2 separate regions of the Pan troglodytes genome follow, and region 1 is linked to region 2. A link is a contact called in public HiChIP or PLAC-seq data. All regions are on one chromosome and are shown on one strand. Each heading gives the region's core, a stretch centred on a gene start, on an enhancer-like site or on the middle of the called end of the contact. The rest is flanking DNA. Distances are from core to core; before and after follow the strand shown.

What was found. HiChIP or PLAC-seq counts read pairs in DNA pulled down with a chosen protein or histone mark.
Region 1: a contact with region 2 is called in an H3K4me3 HiChIP or PLAC-seq map of stem cell-derived excitatory neurons, with 3 times the contacts expected there. The contact joins the promoter of ANKRD37 here to the promoter of CFAP97 in region 2. A contact is called at or near these places in 2 of 7 Hi-C or Micro-C datasets (blood and stem cell-derived neural progenitor cells) and 1 of 1 datasets of contacts at active chromatin or transcription factors (stem cell-derived excitatory neurons).

Annotation. Positions count from the first base shown.
Region 1 is chr3:187,034,484-187,037,183 of NHGRI_mPanTro3-v2.0_pri, reverse strand. ANKRD37 (ankyrin repeat domain 37) reads right to left here and starts at 1,270. Exons shown (of 5, transcript XM_009448654.5): 1 at 1,158-1,270; 2 at 806-958. The coding sequence starts at 1,184. LRP2BP (LRP2 binding protein) reads left to right here and starts at 800. Exons shown (of 10, transcript NM_001280149.1): 1 at 800-1,255.
Region 2 is chr3:186,849,590-186,852,289 of NHGRI_mPanTro3-v2.0_pri, reverse strand. CFAP97 (cilia and flagella associated protein 97) reads left to right here and starts at 1,428. Exons shown (of 6, transcript XM_063809287.1): 1 at 1,428-1,517. All of the region lies in intron 2 of SNX25 (sorting nexin 25), which reads right to left.

The DNA of each region.
Region 1 (2,700 bases), core at 21-2,520, 190 kb before region 2:
GGCACGGTGGCGCGTGCCTGTAATCCCACCTACTAGGGAGGCTGAGGCAGGAGAATCTCTTGAACCCAAGAAGCAGAGGTTGCAGTGAGCCGAGATCGCGCCATTGCACTCCAGTCTGGGCGACAAAAGCAAAACTCCGTCTCAAATAAATAAAAACGTGTAGCCATATGCACATACATTAAAATGTAAGCAAATAAAAAGAGTTCTTCCAGAAAAGTTTACAATTTAAAATTCACCATGCTTTAATATTCAGTGGAAGATGCAAACTACAGTAAGAAAATTCTTTAGGAAATTAGAATGCTTGTGGACATAGCTCCTAAGTATTTCAATTGCTGCAGGGAGACTTTTGGTAATGTAGCAATTCTTTTGAAATAAACTAGATCTGTGCTGTTCAATATGATAGTCAACAGCCACTTAAGGCTAGAGTATTTTAAATGTGGCTAGTCTGATTTGAGATACGCTGTCACACCAGATTGTGAAGACACAGAATAAAAGGAAATGTAAAATAATCAGCAATTGCTTTGATTACATATTGAACTGATAACATTTTGGACAAATTGGGTCAAATACTAAAATTTCATGTTTCGTTTATTAATGTGGCTACTTAAAAACTTGAAATTTCTCATGTCCTCACATCAAGACTGGAAAAAAACTCTTAAATTACATCTGTGTCTTGCATTATATTTCTGTTGGACATCGCTGCTATAGACATGTTTTTAACAGCTGAAACAACTCTTGGCGTCTGAGAAATGTTTGTGTCTGGGTTGGAGGGGACGGCTGTACACAGCAACAGTTACCTAGTTACCTGCTGGTTGAGGTCAGCGCCCGTTTGCAGCTGCCAGAGAAGAAAGCAAGCAAGGCCGCTTCCTGCGGCTAAGTGGGCAGGTGACTGCTTGCAGGGATCCGGGGGTGCGTTGACCGAGGCCCCTGTCTCCAGCAAATGCTTCAGACCATCCACCTGCAGGAAGAGAACAGATCCAGCACCCTTCCCACCTTTGTCCAGTCCCGCGCCCCTCCGGGCTGGAAACCTCCCCGCCCTTCACAACCAGCTCTGACCAGGCAGCGCCCAGTGGTCCGTCCCCGCATTAACGAGAAGACGAATCTAGAAGCTTGAGCCTGCAGGACAAAAGCTCGGGCTCTGTGAGCCCGAATCTCACCTCGGGGTTGCAATCCAGCAACAGCATTTCCCGTCTAAGGCAGATGACAAGAGTCCTTGGAAGTGCAGAGCGGTGAGACACTCGCCGCACCCCGACAGGTAAGAATGCGCAGGCCGGCCCTAGCACGGGAGAATTTAAAGACCGCTGGGACTTCCGGGCCGGCCCTCGGCAGCCGCGCCCCAGCTCCGGTTACGCCCGAGCAGCCTAATCCTCAACGACCTGGACCCCGTCCAGCCCACGCCACGGCCGCACGTACACAAACACTGGCACGTGGAGCCCGGCGCCGGGGGCAGGAGGAGGGGGCGGGCGCGCGAGGCCATCCGCCGATTGGCCAGCTGTGGATGCGTCAGGCCCTCCCACCTCGGGGCGGGGCCCACGGCGGCCCCACGGAGCCTCAGCGCGCGTGCGCAGGGTAAGTCAGTGGGTGTGAGAGGACTGGAGTAGAAGCGGGTGGGGCTCCGCGGCCGCCATGAGGCGCGCTGAGTTTGACACGTCTCCCGGTAGTGCGCCCGCCCTTTAATCCTTACGGAGAAGCGGGAGTTTCGGCTGCAGGTTTTGGCTCTGCCGGCGCGCACGTAACCAGGAAACCGGGAGCCACACGCAGCTCCCCGTCGACGCCGCCTTCAGAAGCCGCTGTGCACTGCGCTGCTGCCGCCTCGGCGCCGGGGAACGCAAGTTCCTTTACCTCGCGCGCAGTCGCCCGCCTCCCAAGCCGGGAGGTGAAGGCAGGGACGGCGAGCGCGAACTCGAGGGGATGGCTGTCCCGAGTGGCAACGGCCGAGCCCGGCCCGCGCAGGGACCCTTGTGGAGGGGCCCTCGGGGAGAGGCCGCAGTACGCTGGGGTCGTCACGCTGGTCCACGCCGGGCTCTCCTCCCGGGAGAGCGGAGCCGGCCGCGTGCGATTCGGACCCGCGGGGCTGGTGAAGCCGCTGTCCGGCCCCGCGGGTGCTGTCGGGCCTGCGTCACTGCTTTTTGTAGAACATGACCTGACTTCCGATGGCAGCTACTGACGTCAGAGCTGCTCCCTAGACTCTCCCTAAGCGTCTTTCCAGAAGGATCTGCTTAGAAACCAAAGCTCCAGCCGAGTGTTTCTTTTCCCCTACATTTTTAGTGATTCTTTTCTGTTGATGCCTTTGAAAGCTCGGAGAAATAAATACGTTTATTGTTGTGCTGTTAGAAGACAAGCTCATGCTTGTCCTCTAAAGATAAGTGGTCTTTTCATTCTACTTTTTGTTTTGTAGTAAAAGCCATAAAATTTGCAATCGCAAGTTTATGTTGTTAGTTACCCAAGGGGTAGTTTTAAGCATTTTTATTCATATGAATATTTGAACATAAATGTGTGTTCAAATATATAGAATCGTTCTTATATTCCACATTTTTAATATTTAAACTATTCACAATATCTTTTAATGATGTTTAAAGAACGGCAGTGTAGAGATACTGTTGTCAGATTTGTGAGGTGAGCACACGTTGATATTGCCAATTTTGCTTTTGTTTATCAATTCAATAAGCACTGCTTTTTAAAACACATGTGTTGAAGCTT
Region 2 (2,700 bases), core at 179-2,678:
ACCAGTGATTTCTGGCATCCCCCTTCCAAATCACAGAAGCCAGCGGGGACTGCACAACTATAATACTTATCAGCATGGTGGAAGGCAGGATAGGGTGGTGGGAAGGGTACGCGGGCTTGGGGGTGAGGTGCTGGGCCAGGGACCGAAGCAAGTTTCCTCATCGGCAAACGGTCATAAAGTTGCCTCCCACCGAGAACGGCCAGAAGAACCAAGCGGATCGCCAGGACCGTGCGCAGAGCCTGCACGTAGCGAACGCTGTGATTCCCTTCTTCCCCTCCCACGGCAAGCGACACCGAAGGTCTGGGGAGACCCTTAGGGTTGTGACTGAGGATGGTTGTCGAGTGACTACAGAGCCCAATAAATAACGCGCATCTCCTCCAGCACCGCGGAGCGCGGAGCCCGGAGCCCGCCGCGCTCGGGCGCCGGGGAACGCTCGCGTCCACGGCCGGGCCCGCAGCCTAGCCCCGTGGCTCCCGGCTTCCCGCTTCGACAAGGGCATGCCGCGGCCCCCCGGGGCTCGGGGCGCGGGAGCTGGCACCGGAAGCGGGGAGGGCCGGCGGAGCTAGGCGGCCAGGAGTCGGGTACTTACCCCCGGCGGGCGGCGGGCGGCTGAGGTCGCGGCCAGCCGGCTCCAGGCGGCGGCGAAGTCGGGCGGCTGGGCGCGCGGGCTCCGGCAGACGAGGGCAAACAGGGTCCCCAGCAGGAAGGCGGCCGCAGCGCAGCTCAGGTACAGGCTGAGCCTGAACAGGACGGAGCTCAGCCCCGCGGCCCCCGCCGCCTCCCCGCTGCCGGGCCCCAGGAAGGAGAGGGCCACGGCGGCGAGTGCGGCCACCGCCACGGGCTTCCACCAGCTCCGGCCGCCCGGGGCCCCCGGCGCCGCCGCTGCTGCCTCCGCGTCCCCCGGGGACTCCGGCCGCCGCTCGCCCCTGAAGCCCGAGACAGGACGGCCGCCGGCGCCTGCGGCCCGCGCGGGGCTGAGGCCGGCGCTGCCACTGTCGGTCGCATCGGGGTGCATGCTGCTTCCTGGGCCGCTAAGGACAGGCACATCTCCTGCCCCGCGGTCCCCCGCCGGCGCTCCGGAGGCAGGGGGAGCCCGCGCTCATGCCTCGCCCGCGGCCCACCGAGGGAGCGGCCCCCGCAGACGTCGCCGGGCCCCTCTCGGCGACCCCTCAGCGCCGCCACCAGGCGCTGGGCCCGTAGCTGCCGGGCCGGGCGCAGCCAGGGAGCCCCACCGTGTTGTGACTGAAGCCTGGCCAGCCTGACGCGGGCGGGGCGGGGCCGCCCTGAAGTGCGTGTCGGGCGGGGCCCGGAGCCACCGCGGCCGCTGAGTGACAGCCGGGAGGCGCCCACCCACAGCGCGGGGGCGGGGTCCGGGCCGGGGCCCCACGGGGAGAGGGCGCGACCCAGCGCGGCGCACACCTCTCTTTCCCACGCTCCCCTCCTCCTCTACAGGATGCCGTCTGTTCATGGAAAATTTTGCTGCAGGTGTCAGCGGCGCTGGTAATTCCCGAGCTCAGGTGATCCCGTAATTCTCCCTCTCCGCTCATCACTGACGAGTAACCTCTTCGCTTTGCTTACAGCCGGCAAACATTTCTGCCTGGTTTTCACTCGCTATTTAAATAGGCAACCGTTCCCGAGACTCCCTGTCACAGTTTCTAACGACCTTCCCTTTCCCACCCTGCCGCCTTAGGGAAGGAATCAGACACGTGCGGTGGAGTAAGTGAAGCCTGCAATTCCTAGCTATGGAAAGGTCCAAAGAAGTCGGCCTGGTGCAACAGGGTGCACGCAGCTGCCCATAATCACTTTGGCTCCACTTCTGGTTTTTGTTTTGTTTTGTTTTGTTTTTTGTTTTTTGCCAACTATTCAGTTCAAATGCTATCAGCCACGCAAAGGAACGTGGTCCAAATAATTTTTAGAGTATATATTTGCCTTTTCTTCTGTCATAGTCCCAGCCAGTAATATACAGATAACGCTTGCTAAGTAGATGCCAATATGCTACTTAAACACTGGCAATTACTGCTAAGACTAATAAAGAAGCAGATGTAGCTTTTGCTTTTAGTATCAATTGGTATTCATGGGCATTTCATTCTTTCTTTTTTTTTTTTTTTTTTTTTTTTTTTTTTTTTTGAGACGGAGTCTCTGTTGCCCAGGCTGGAGTGCAGTGGGGCGATCTCGGCTCACTGCAGTCTCTGCTTCCCGGGTTCAAGCCATTCTCCTGGCTCAGCCTCCCGAGTAGCTGGGATTACAGGCATGCACCACCACACCTAGCAAATTTTTGTATTTTTAGTAGAGACGGGGTTTCACCATATTGGCCAGGATGGTCTCAATCTCCTGACCTCGTGATCCGCCTGCCTCAGCCTCCCAAAGTGCTGGGGTTATAGGCGTAAGCCACCGCGCCCGGCCTCATTTCATTCTTTCTTAAACCTTCTAAGTCAGAAATGAAGAGTGCCTCATGCTAGATGTGACTTTGCCATGCCAAGGGGATGATCAAAATAAGTCACCAGTTTCCTTTCTCCTCCTTTTTTAAGAAAATAGGGGCGGGCACGGTGGCTCACGCCTGTAATCCCTACACTTTCGGAGGCTGAGGCGGGCAGATCATGAAGTTAGGAGTTCAAGACTAGCCTGGCCAACATAGTGAAACTTGAACCCCGGAGGTGGAGGTCGCAGTGAGCCGACATCGCGCCATTGCACTCCAGCTTG